Linked DNA regions of Mus musculus: region 2 is linked to region 1. Evidence: chromatin contacts called from public promoter capture Hi-C data. All regions are on one chromosome and are shown on one strand. The core of a region is the stretch at or near the end of the contact, and the rest is flanking DNA. Distances in the headings are between cores, read along the strand shown. Region 1 holds the start of Gle1 (GLE1 RNA export mediator (yeast)). Region 2 holds the start of Phyhd1 (phytanoyl-CoA dioxygenase domain containing 1).

What was found. Capture Hi-C pulls out chosen DNA fragments and counts their contacts.
Region 2: a promoter capture Hi-C map of adipose tissue shows a contact between it and region 1. The contact joins the promoter of Phyhd1 here to the promoter of Gle1 in region 1. A contact is called at or near these places in 1 of 115 datasets of contacts at active chromatin or transcription factors (pancreatic cancer cells) and 5 of 9 other capture datasets (adipose tissue, embryonic stem cells, liver and 2 more).

What each region holds. Positions count from the first base shown.
Region 1 is chr2:29,930,953-29,937,335 of GRCm38.p6, forward strand. Gle1 (GLE1 RNA export mediator (yeast)) reads left to right here and starts at 4,457. Exons shown (of 16, transcript NM_028923.3): 1 at 4,457-4,646; 2 at 5,058-5,285. The coding sequence starts at 4,548. Odf2 (outer dense fiber of sperm tails 2) reads left to right here. Exons shown (of 21, transcript NM_001369060.1): 21 at 1-794.
Region 2 is chr2:30,263,024-30,270,457 of GRCm38.p6, forward strand. It overlaps Phyhd1 (phytanoyl-CoA dioxygenase domain containing 1), which reads left to right and starts at 3,796. Exons shown (of 11, transcript NM_001252570.1): 1 at 3,796-3,918; 2 at 6,666-6,824. The coding sequence starts at 3,886. Lrrc8a (leucine rich repeat containing 8A VRAC subunit A) reads left to right here. Exons shown (of 4, transcript NM_177725.4): 4 at 1-767.

The DNA.
Region 1 (6,383 bases), core at 3,207-5,706:
GGAATGTTTGGACGGACTGTTCCATGCAGACTCCTTCCAGCCCTCCTCTTTCCAGGCATCTCTCTCTTGGGGTTTTTTGAGCTAAAGTTGCAGGAATCCTTCTCCACTGAATGCCTACATTGCCTTTTCTTTCCTTTTTATTTATTTATTTTTTATTTTATTTTTTTAATAAAAATAGAACTTTATTTGTATCAAGAAATAGTGAAAACAGGTAAATTAGTATCTGAGGTAAATTAGTCAGGGCTCATGGAGATGAGATGTTCACGGCTCCCTTGCTCCTGTGGAATCTGTAGCTACGAATGTCATGAAAATAAATACATTGTTTGCGTCCCTCATTACATAGCAACTGGCATAGTCCCAGCTACAGCAGGTGTGTTCACAATGAACTGTTTGGACACAGACCTAACAGTGGCAAGTGTGCTTGTAACCATGTGGTCTGGTTTCACAGTTCTGGGAACTGCAACTCCCAGCCTCTTACTCCAGGAACAATACCCAACGGTGTCATCCTTGCGCAGGGGCCATGGTGATCTGTATTGTTCCAGCTGTAGTGGATGCTCTGCTGAAGGGGAGTCAGCTTTTCTCCTCCTGGTGGGTCCTGCAGGAAGCAGTGTTCTCCTTGGTGCCCGGGGAAACCTCCCATGTCTGTTTCCTATAGGCCACTTGTTCCTCACGACCATCCGGCCTGACAATCAGAATTCCTATCTCATTGCTTGTCAGTTCTCTTTGTATCTCTGGGATTCCTTTATTTTTGAAATTTTTGTGTGGTTTTACAGGAAATAAAGTTTGTATCACTATGTCAGACTCCTTTGATTTCCCTTATCCCCTCCTTACTTTATAAATGATCAAGCTGAGTGAGGTGACACATACCTGTCGTAAGCACTCTGTGAGAAAGTCCTTGATGTGTCAATTACCCACCTTTCATTTCATTGTGGGCAAGATAGGCAGCTGCTCTTTGTTGGTTTCAGAAGATAAACCATCTGGTGGCCTGAGGTTAGGCACCCATCAGGCCTCGATGCTTAGGGTTTGCGGAGGATCACTTACAAGCATAGGTGTGGGGTGTGCCTATGTTTGCTATTAAATGCTACCCACTTTCTGGGTGATAAGATTTGGGGCCATTTTTTCTTTTCCTGCATTGAATTCGTGGGAGAGAACACTTGATTAGAATGTGCACATGGGCTAGCCTAGGGTTAGTTTTGGTTTTTCTTTCCATTTTTTTTCCCTCTGTTTTTCAAGACAGGGTTTCTCTGTGTAGTCCTGATTAGAATGTGCACATGGGAGAGCCTAGGGTTGGTTTTTGTTTTTCTTTCCATTTTTTTTCCCTTGGTTTTTTGAGACGGTTTCTCTGTGTAGCCCTGGCTGTCCTGGAACTCACTCTGTAGACCAGGCTGGCCTCAAACTCAGAAATCCACCTGCCTCTGCCTCCCAAGTCCTGGGATTAAAGGCATGAGCCACTACTACCCCCTGCCCCCATTCATTTTAAATTGGATTTGTGTACATATTTTATGTGTGGGTGGCCTGCATGTATGTATGTGCTGTGAAACACACACATGTTCTTGGTGCTCTCTGAAGAGGGCATCAGCATCCCTGGTACTAGAGTTGGGGATGGTTGAGAACCACCATGCATGCTGGCAATTGAAACCATGCTCTCAATAAGAGTAACATGTGTTCAACTGCTGACCCAGCTCATCTCTCCAGCCTCAGGACCCTGCCCATCCACCATCACCAACCAAGTATGTTAAGATGCGGGGGGGCCACCTGATTTTCCAGGCTTTCCAATGCAGAATGCTCCCCCACAAATTCTACCTACACATTGGATCTCTAGACCTTCATTGTCCCCCAGATCTTCAAATGCCTCCAGCCCTGCTAGTGCCTCATTTTCACCAAATGCCCCAAAGCACCCTATATTACCTGAATGTCTCTAAGTGGATCCAGGTCCCCTTAATGCCTCATTATTGCCAAAGACCACAACACACACACATACACACACACACACACACCCCACATGCACACACACACACACACCCCACATGCACACACACACACACACACACACACACACACACACACACATCTTGAAGGATTACAGATGTCTCCAGGATCCCCAGTGAACCCAGGCTTTCAAGTTTGCCCCTGTCCCTCAGCTCCACTTGTGGCTCCTCAGGTCTTTCCAAGGCCACATGTTCCCCAAAAGTCTATCAAGTAGTGGAGAGGTTGCACCAGGTATAGCCCAGAACAAAAGAGTAAGCTGGAAAAATTCTTTGTAAAGTCCAAGTCTCCTTCCTTCAAACAATGCCAGGAGCTGGCACAAAGTGTATATGTGATGGAATACCAGATCTGGATATGGCTTAAGAACAGGAGGTCTAGATACTTTCGGGAGCATCCCCAAAAACATATAAAATCTCCTGGGAATTGAGGTGGGAGAGCCCACACTCACTGCACCAGCAGTGATCCTGTGTCCCCAAGCCTAGCAGATGTTGGCTCCCTCTTTCCACCCAGCACCCCTGGAATCTTCCCATCCCTTCTTCAGTCTTGACTGGTCCTGGGGAACATTCTGGGTGTGGTGCTGGCTGCCCATACCCAGACTACAGCAACCACTGGTCCATTTTCATCAACAAAAGCCATGGACCCAGTTCAATCTGTAGCAGTTTTAGACACATCAGACTCAGCTCCATAGATAAGACTCAGTCCTAGCCAAAGCTCCAGTACTCTGCCACCTTCATAGATCCAACATCAGCTCAAGCTCTCTCAAAAGATGCTGCTTTGAAGATCCATGTAGAATAAAACACTTGCATCCCAGGACCAGTTCTGGAACTGGCAAGCCGGGCATGGTGGCACACGCCTGTAATCCCAGCACTCGGGAGGCAGAGGCAGGCGGATTTCTGAGTTCGAGGCCAGCCTGGTCTACAGAGTGAGGTATGCACCACCACATCCTGGCCACAAAAAAAAAAAGTTGAATTTGGCCTATTGTTTGAGAGGGTTAGAGTTCGTAATTGTGGACTACATAGTACAGAGTTCACATCTGGATCCACACTGGGAGGCATCGGAGGAGCACCAGGAATCACAAGTCCTTTGAAACCCCCAAGCCTACACTAACGAACACCTCCACTAGTAAAGACACAATTTTTCCCAAGCAGTTTCAACACCTGGAGACCAGATAGTCAAATCATGAGCCTATGGCGGCCATTCTCATTCAGGTAACTATAGCATCTCAGCCACTCTCACCCAAGTCCAAAATTCCAGAGATTGGCGCTGGAGAGAGTTCACTGGTTAACTACTGGTTGTGCGAGGGGAAGCATCCATCCAGGACACAGAGGAAAGAACCTTGACTTTATCAAGGTGGGCTGGAGAAATGCAGCTAAGGTGCTGACCACATTTGTGGTCACATCCACCAGCAACAGTCCAGCTCCTTTGACATTCGATTCCTCTGGTCTTAGAAGGCACCTACGGTAATCACATGCACATTTTCATACATGTTGAAAATAAATATACCTTTTCCTGAGAGCCAGGGTCCTACCATATAGCTCTGGGTGGCTCAGAACTCATGTAGACCAGCCTTGTCTTCAACTCAGATCCCCTGCCTCTGCCTCTCATGTGCCAAGACTGAAGGCATGCACCACCATGCCTTGGCTCCTACACAATTTCTCAATAAAAAAAAAAAAAAGTTGTCAAATGTAGACCACCACATGCATGTGTGGGTATGTAATTTCGATTCTATTTTCTGAACTAGTGTAAGCTGTGCACCACAGTGTTGAGCTGTAGAACTGTTTGGATTGGGGTCCATTCCTGGGAAGTTTTTTTCCTAGCTAGGCCTTTTCCTGGCTGTCCTGGAACTTACTCTGTAGACCAGGCTGGCCTGGAACTCAAGAGATCTGCTTGCCTCTGCCTCCTGAGTGCTGGGATTTAAGTTATGTAACGCTTCACCCAGATCATTCTTGGGGGACTCTTGTATTAACGTTTGTAAAATATTTTATTAGAAGTCCAAAGATTTTTTTTTTAGTAAAAAAAGTATGTATGTATGTATGTATGTATGTATGTATGTATGTATGTATGATGTGCGTGCGTAGAGTAAAAGTCCACAAAGAGGGCAATGGAACCGTCTGAGTTGGAGTTTCTGTTGTGAGCTATCATGGGGTGTTGGAAAATGAACCAGGCTCCACCACAAGGACAGTAAGGACTGTTAACGCCCGAACAGAAAAAATACTGCTTGTTCTCTTGAGGTTCTTATCCACCTCAAACCGCTGTCACGGACTCATGAGCAGTAGATGGGTCAAAAACCGCAGAGCATCACCCTGGCAATTGTGACTGCGAGAAATTACATTGAGATTCAGATCCACGTAGGCTCGCTAGTTTAGCCTCAATCCCGCATTCTTGCTCTGGCCAGGGGGCGGCGCTCACTAGTGGGCGGGGCGCTGCTGACGGACAGGTTCTGCGACCGTTACGGAGAGGCTGCGCCGGATGTGGGGCGGACACCCCGGAAGCGGAAGGCGGCGCCACCTCGGCGGCGGATTCGAGGGTTTGTTGTCAGTCGTGTCAGCTGGTGACATGCCATGCCGTCCGATGGTCGCTGCTGGGAAACTCTGAGGGCGCTCCGCAACACCAGCAAAGGCCGCCTGCGCTACGACCGCGAGTGGCTGCTGCGCTACGAGGTGAGCGGCGGCCCGCGGCCCGCGTTTAGCAGGCTCCCTAGTGACCGCGGTGGAGGACCGGGAGTGGGAACGGGACGGGACGGGCTGCGATCCTTTTTTTTTTTATCTTCTGTATTAACTTATTTGCTTGGGCCTTCAGCTGTTAAGCATCACATGTAATAATGTCTTATACTTACCAATGGACATACAAATAGGGTTAACCGTGCCGGGCATAGTGGCGCACGCCTTTAATCCCAGCACTTGGGAGGCAGAGGCAGGCAGATTTCTGAGTTCGAGACCAGCCTGGTCTACAGAGTGAGTTCCAGGACAGCCAGGGATGCCCAGAGAAACCCTGCCTCGAAAAACCAAAAAGAGAAAACAACAACAAGAAGAACAAAAACAAATAAATAGGCTTAACCTTCTTCTCTTTAGGATGTTTTGGAAGAATGCATGTCTCTTCCCAAACTGTCTTCTTACTCTGGATGGGTGGTAGATCACATCCTACCCAACACCTCAGGCCACACGCAAGAGAGTGCTCCTTCTTCTGATAATTCACCATCCTCTGGATCTGCATCTGGCTTGTACCAATCCTCACTACTAAAATCTCCTGTCAGAAGTAGCCCACAATCCCCGTCACCCTCATCACCAAATGGAACCCAGGTAAGGCTTAATTTGCTTAAGACAAAAGACTTGTTGGCTGCAAGGTTGAAATGTTTAGTCACATGACAGTGACTTGGGGGAGACGATTTGTTTCCCATATCATCGTATCATCCACTGTTGGTATGCGTGTATGCGCATGTGTGTGGAGGCCAGAAATCAACTTTAGGTCTTGAGTCTCAGAGGCCTCATCTTGGGTTGTGAGGCAAGTGTCCCTCATTGGCCTGGAGCTCATCAATTAGGATTAACTGGCCAGTAGTCCCAGAAATCATCCTGTCTCTTCTTCTCTAGTGCTGGAACTCTTTTTTTTTTTTTTTTTAAGATTTATTTATTTATTATATGTAAGTACACTGTAGCTGTCCTCAGACACTCCAGAAGAGGGAGTCAGATCTCATTATGGATGGTTGTGAGCCACCATGTGGTTGCTGGGATTTGAACTCCTGACCTTCGGAAGAGCAGTCGGGTGCTCTTACCCACTGAGCCATCTCACCAGCCCTAGTGCTGGAACTCTTAAGTGCATGCCACCATGCCATTTTTATAAGGATCATTAGAGTCAAACCTTAGGCCTTCCCTGCTTGTACTTTACCCATTAATCTATCTCCCCAGCACAGAAGAAACACCAGTTTATTAAAGAGAAGCAGTGTAACACCAGGTGTGGTGGTGCACACCTTTAAGTGCAGCACTTGGAAGGCAGAGGCAGGTGGGGTCCTGTGAATTCAAGACCATCCTGGTCTACAGAGCAACTTCTAGGCCAGCCAGGGCTACATAATGAAACTCTGTCTTTAAAACAAACAAACAAACAAAGAAACGAAAGTTTTGTGCTTCTTAGCCTTTTGGGGAAGATGGAATGTAAATGAGTTAGGGCCAGGAATGGGGAGAGAGAGAGAGAGAGAGAGGAACAACATAGCAAAGTTGATGTCATAATACACAGCGTTCCCTGTTGACTGTTCTCATTGGCAGCATGAACCTGGGAGAGCAGGGCGTAAAAAACGAGGAAGACTGATGTCTCATATGATAACTAACTTTACTCAGAGATTCAGATAACTTATACTCTGAGGGAAAAGTCACCTGGGTACTGTATTCAGTCACAAGGACAAGCCA
Region 2 (7,434 bases), core at 2,546-5,045, 330 kb after region 1:
TTATTTTTGTTTGCTTTTAAGGTGGTTTTTTTTTTGTTGTTGTTTTTTTTTTTGGTGTCCTGTTTTTTTGTTGTTTTTTTCTCCTCCATGGGTCTTGGCAGGCACCCTTTTCATGGCTGTCAGCCAAAAGGAAGGCTCTGGAGCTGCCAAGAAAGGGGGAGACTTAGGCTGGCTAATTCCCAGATGAACGGTGCTCCATTCCCCTCCCTACCCCCACAATGCCCCTCCACACACACAGTGTTAAGGAGCCCAGAGCAGCTGCTTCCCCTCCCCCAACTCTGTCCCCACATCATGGGTTTGCTCAGTGCCACCCCTCACCTCTTCTGCTTACATTAGCTCTGTCACCATCTGGTCCATCGTGAAGAGCTGACATTTAGAGGCAGATTGGGCATGAGAGGTCAGCACTGGGAGGGCAGGCTCCCCAGTTTTAGGGTTCCAGGACAGTTTGTACTGGGCACCTGGTTTGCACACAGTACAGTTTAGCGTCTAGTGGCGGTAAGCCACTCTGCTTTAGATCAATCACTAGGGTCCCCACTTAGAAGGGTCCTCGCCTTAGATCAATCACATGGACACTAAGGCACGTTTTAGCGTCTCTTGTCTTAATGATTATGTCTGTCTCTCCGTCCATTTGTGTTTTCTGCGTCGTGTCATGGATGTAACCCTTGGAAATACTGCACACTAGCCTTTGACAACCATGAAGCAATCCGTTACACGTGGGTCTGACTTGTAGACTCAGTTCAGATATCAAATAAATCTATAACACAGTTGCCTTTGGAGGTCTCCATGCCATAGAACTCGGGGTGTCCCTTCACTTCTCTGGGGTGTTTTGGTCCTGCTTGACTAGTTTATTGAGGGACCACTGCTCAGGCTCTGCTCACTTTTCTGCCCTGTGAAACTTGAGCATTGTGGAGGCAGTTGCCAGATGTGGTGAGCCAGTCAGAGCACCTGTAAGCTCCGGGCGTGGTCAACCATGTCAGCTCCTGACGAGGGGTCTATGGCCAGCACATTTTCTGTTGTCCCAGGCACTTGTTATTTAGGCCCTCACGAGCTTTGATTGGTCAGGGCTAGAAGAAGAATCTACAATAGGAGCCAGCAGCCAGAAGTCCTGGTTCCAGTCCAGTTGTCTTGTGCTGAGCCCATCTCCCCTCTTGTGGCCTCTATATCCCCATCTGTGCCTTGGGCGTCTCTACCCTTTTTTCAGAAGATGCTTGGGGTTCCAACTCCCAACGCTTCATGGTTCTGCAAAGGTAAGGCTGGCAGTCAACCACTGGGAGGCCTCCCTGGCTCCAAGCCCCTTCTAGGGTCAAGGGCAGAGGCTCTGAGAGAGCAGATTCCAGTTCCTTTAATTTTTTTTTGTCTGCTTACCACCTCCTGCATTGGAATAATAATGGCACGGGCAGGCTTATTTAAAGGGGCTGTAGTTATACAGTAGTATGTAAGAAAGGTGTATAGATTGGGTGGACAGGAGGCGTTGCTATGAATAGAGCCTAAGACCTTGAACATGCTGAACAGGCATTCTGTTCTTCTGCTGAGCTACAACCCCTAACTTCTGGGTGATCTACGGAGGAGCGCTTCCTTAGGTTCAGAAGCTGGAAGTTCAGGATCTGACAGCTGTACCCAGTGAGGAATACATGCTACTTCTGAACATCACAGGAATTGGGAGCTTGAGGGCTAGCCTGGCCTCAGGAAGGGTAATCCTTTTGTGAGGGTGGACCAAACACTTCCCACTATGCCCTGCCTCCCTGAGGTGTTGAATTTAATTATGCGTCTAAACCCAGTGTACTCCAGGCACACCCGTAAGTTCAGAAGCCTGGAAATATAGTCGGGAAGATGGCCAGAAGCCAAAGCCAGTTACGGACTACACAGTTTCCCAGGCAGACCTACAGGAGAAGCAGAGAGGGCCATTTGATGGTCTATCAAAACAGCTGGAACGAAGTTTCCAGTGGATGGATTTGGGCTTACAGGTCAAGCCATAGCATTCAGAAGTCTCCCCGCAGCCTTCTGGACTATGTGCCTATGAGGAGCCCCTCCTTCACAAGTATTTAGGTGAGGAAGAGGCCAAAGTGTGATCAAAGAGGACACCTGAGCTCCACAGGCACTGATTCCTCAGACCTGAGTCGTCTCTGTCCCTGTGGACTGCTTGCAGATAGGGAGGATGGACAGAGGGCTTCACTCACAGAAAGACCCTCTTACATACCTCCAGTCCAGGAACTTCCTGTCCTGTCTGGTCTGGTCTAATCCAGTTCCACTGCCCCTACCCCACCCAGGAGTAGGAGTGGGGGTTGGGAGAGACTTTCTGGCCTCTGCCCCAGACCTGTAGAATTCAGTCTGGAACTGGTTAGCTTCTGAGGAAAAAAAGGAGATGTGGGAACACCACCCACCCTCCCCCTGAGGCCAGCAGAGTGAATAGAACAGAGGCCCCTTAGCCTGCCCATCCACCCAGGCCTCACCACCCTACCTAAAACCACAGTGTGGGCCTAATCCCTACCTTCAAGAACAACTTAGAAAATTTGGAGAAACTGAAGAAATAAGTTTTATTTCCACCCACTCATGCTCACCCTGTAGCATTGGGTGAAGCAGTGGGAAGGCACTTCCTAGATGCTAATCCCAGGCTGCTTATCAGCAGTGAGTAGTACTTGCTGTTCACCCTGGCCTGTTAGACACCCACTGCAGAGAAAGTAAAGGACCACCTGTCTGGCTGAGCCTCCCCCCCCCCCCTGGTTTGGTGAGGTCCCCAGGCCATTGCTGGCTCAGCAGCGGGGGCCTTCTCTGCTCTTTGTTCCTGGAACTTGGTAGAGTGTCTGTTTTTGCTCAGCGGTTGCATCAGAAAGGACAAGTTCTGCCTGCCCTGCCTTGTGACTTTCCCGGGTCTGTCTCCAAGCCTTCTCCAGCCTGACCCGAGAGAATTTCCATCAGCCCTAGGGGCCAGTGGCCACAGCCCTCACTGGCTCTCTTGAGGCCTGGACAGCCCAGACAAAGCAGTAGCTCCCACTGTTATGGCCCAGAAAAACACTTGGTCAGGAGCCAAGGCTCTTGACAGCTGAGCAGTATGTCCCCTTGCTGACTCCTGAGACACTCTGTCCCCTGGCTGTACAAAGCACCATTTCTGGGAAGGCCAGTGAGCAGCTTTTCAGAGCTCACTGTGGTTCTGGCCACCCTGCCACCCCACCGTAGACACCAGTCTGAGGGTCTGAGGCTGGAGAGCAGAAAACATCTCTATCTTTCCTCATCCCGAGGCCCCTGGCTCTGTTCCCCAGGACGCTCATCTGCCTTTCCTTAGCACCTCTTCATAGACTTTCTTCCAGCATCCAGAGGCTCCAGATCAAAGCTGAAGAAGCACACAAAGTTATCTTCCTAGGACCCTTTGGCCTTCACAGTCCAAAGCCACTCAGGGCCCAAGCCCTGCAGTCTAACAGATGTCCCTCTAGGGTAAACTTAGATCCTGCGACTGGGGACTTTCTAGCCTTTTCCTTCCTCGTGCTAGTGCTGACTCAAACATCCTGGCAGTCTCCTGCCAGCCCACACTAGACACACTAGTACTGCCCGGGAGTGAATTTTAGAGAAAGACTTGAGGGATCAAGCCAGCCTATGAAAGAAAACAGGTAAAAGCTAATCCTGGATTAACTGGAGGCTGGGCCAGGGCTGAGACTGGGCCCACCTCCAAGGTCAGAAATGGGGGAGGAGCAAGGGGAGGGACTGGGCCCTGGGTGGAAGGCACAGACTGGATTTGTTTGGAAGGGTGGAGCATGGGGTTGAATATTTTCTGGGTAGGTAAGAGTTAAATCCTTCTGGGCCTCAGTCACTGGTCTTTCTCCCCTCCTGAACTTTCTCCTCTCCAGCCCTGGAGCCATCGAGCTGAGCCAGCTGAGTCCTGCAGTATTCCCCATGGCCTGCCTGAGTCCCTCACAACTCAAGAAGGTAGGGGCCCGTGGTTTGGAGGGTGCAGACCTCTAGTGACCTTTGAACTACCTCTGACATTTCACAAAGGAGAGAAAGATCCCTGCATATCAACCCTAATTTCTGCGAACAAAGCCCAAGAGGGCCAGGTCACAACACCACCTCCCCAGGTGCCATCTCCCCGGTCAGATACAGTGGGGGTTGGGGCTAGGAGGTAGAGAAACCACAATTCAGATTATCTAATCCAGCTAGCCCCAGGGGCCTGTTGATGAAGGCCTGGATAGGGCAGGCCAGTAGCTAGGTCAGCTCATTATGAAAGCCTACCATACAGGGGGTGGACTACGCACACTTTAAGTTAACCACCCCCAATCTCATATGCCAGGACTGTTAATGTATTAGATCTAGCCGAGGATCTTTGTTTCAAAGTCCCTCCTGGAGCTGTGGTTGGGGCTTAGCAGTTGAGTGCTTGCTTTAGGCTCCAAGATTTGATCCCAACACTCACAACACATACAGAAACACACACCACCACCACACACACCCCACACACACACACATACCACACACACCATATGCATACCACATACACATCAAAACACATACACAAACACATCACACATATCACCACACATAAACACGGCACACTCCACAATACATAAACACACACATACAAACAGACTACACACACACCAACACACATACATATACCACTATTACCACCACCACACACACCACACATCATGCATACACAGACACTCACACCACACACACACACACCATACTCACACACACATCCCATACAAATGCACACACACATACCGCACACACTCACATACAAACACATACATATGCATGCACACACCACACACACACACTCACACACAAATGCACCCATGTGCACATACACACAGAGACACATACATAAAAGCACACACATACCACACAGACAAACACTCATCACCCAACCCACACGCACTCACACAGACCTACTCTCTTTTGACAGCTGCCACTGCTGCCACAGTTCCCAAATTTGTCTGTGACTAAATATGTAGTGGAAGTCTGTCTGTCTTTTCCTTCTGTCTCACAGGCTATCTTTTGAGGGACAAAGCCCCATGTCAGTATTTTTTTGTACAGTTTGTGCTGAACTTTTGTTCAGTTTTTATGATTTCAAGCATGGAGGGCCTCCCTGTGTTAACCCTGAGTGATGGTTTGTTGCTCTGGCCTAGAACTCAGTCTGTAGAGCAGACTGCCCTTCAGCTCACAGAGCTCTGTCTGCCTCTGCTTCCTAAGTGCTGGGGTTAAAGGCATGGGCCACCATGCCTGGCCACGCTTACATCCTTGCTTTCTGTCCCTTACTGTGTTGGTTCTGTTTGTTTTCAGTGCTGGGAACAGGAGCCAGTCCTTGTACATGCTAGCAAGCAGTCAGCTTCTGAGAGGCGACCCAGTCACACACGTAATGTGCCTCAGCACCTTAGGCTAGCCTCAGAATAAAGAGACTTGGGGCAAAGTCAGAATCAGGCATCTGTGTTCACAGCCCCTAGCCTTCCCCACACTCACTCAGGAGAAAGAAAGCCAGCAAGGTCCTGCGACTGGGGACTTTCTAGCCTTGTCCTTCCTAGTGCTGGTGCTGACTCAAGCGTCCTGGCAGTCCCCTGCCGGCCCACACTGAGTAACACAATGGAAATAAAATTTCCAATGCATGGGTTTGGGGTTACAGGACAAGCCATAGCATGGGCAAATTCACTCTCCCTTCTGTCTGCTCCCCTGGCTATCCTCCCCTCACCCTGTGCTCCAGCCCTTCCCAATTTCCCAGTCGTCCAGTGCCCACAGGCTTTGTACTTCCTGTTCTCTGTCTTTAATGCTCTTTCCTATCTCTTTGCTTCCCAATGTTCTGCTCTTCCTTTAACCCCACTTCCTCCAAGCTGCCCATTGACCCCTTCACCTCGTAGATTCTTTGCCTTTAATTCTCAAAACCCTGCCCTTGTCTCCCTGTAAGTCAGTGTGATGTGGGATGGTATGTTTGTCTGATGGTAAGGGATGCATGGGTCTCCTTCACTGGACTATAAATTGTGTGAGTGTGGAGGGTGGCTGGTTCATAATCACATGTCCATCTGCTGAAGCTGTCTCGTACTCGCAATGCTTAGTCGGGATTGGAATAGCCTCCAAAGCCAGCATTAGAAGGCTGAGGCAGGAGGATCTTGAGTTTGAGGCCTCCCTGTCTTCAAACAAATAAAAACAAAACAAGGGAGTTAGGCGGGGTCGGTGGTTAAGAGTGCTTCTGCAAGCATGAAGATCAGAGTTCAAATCTCAGCACCCACTCCATGAGCTGCACACACCTGCAGCTCAGATCGCCAGGGCTCACAGGCTGCCAGTCTAATGAAGAAAACAGCCTAGGTTCAAGGAGAGCCTCAGAAATAGAAAGTGGAAGAGGGGCACCGTATGTCCTCTCCTGATGCCCCTGCACATGCGCACCTGCAGTTCTCACACATGTTCTACACTCACACCTGCACTTTAACACACAAATGAGCAAATGTTTCCGTATGTCCCAAACCCATTGGAGGGCAAGAGCAGAGGCAGCTGCCACTTCCCCTTCCTCGATAAGATGCAAGCAGCCAGTACTGACGGCTCCTCACTAAGCACTGGATGCCCATGTCCAGGGTGGGGGGCAGAGCCATGAGCAGGACACTTGATCTTGGTTCGAGTTTGTGGTCCAACATGGATATAAGGAATGAGCGAGGGCGGAAGGAGCCTGAGTCTTGTCCCTGCTGCAGTTCCAGGAGGACGGGTTTCTGCTGTTGGAAGGATTCTTCACAGCGGATGAGTGTGTGGCCATGCAGCAGAGGATCGGTGAGATTGTAGCTGAGATGGATGTCCCTCTGCACTGCCGGACAGAATTTTCCACCCAGGAAGATGAGCAACTTCAAACCCAGGCAGGTACCTGGGGCGCTGAGGGTGGGCGTCTGGTTTTGGTGGGTGCTCAGTCTTAGGCAGCAGTCTGGACTGGACGGGAGGACCCTAAGGCCACACACAGACTTCTGACAAGGGATCAGACCTCAGCCATCTGTATGCCGGGTACCAGGCTAAAGAGCTGTGCTGTATTCCTCCACACTATGAATTTATAAGGTGGCTATTATTATTCTCGCTTGGCAATGGGAAAAGCGGGGCTTTTCTCTGGGTAATATTGTGCTGCTCCAACCACACAGTTTGTAACTGATAGAGACTTGAATCCACCTCTCTGATATCAAATGATGCTGGTCGTTGACCTGCTGCAGTTTCTCAAATTCTCTGGTCACAAAGAACTCTCTGTGACCAGAGTGAGCCCTGTGATAGGCCACTCTTGGGTGAGTCATCTCCCAACCAGACTAGGAAGGCCTCTTGCTTCCTCAGACTCAACACAGTTTGGCAGGATAGGTGGTTCTTCCAACCAGTTCCCTTAACCCTTCTTAGTCTGAATTTTTTAGTGGTTCAGGCAACAGGGCTCACCTTATACTGATGCCAAGGGGCTTCTGCCATCTGGTGGACATAAATAGAATTACAGCA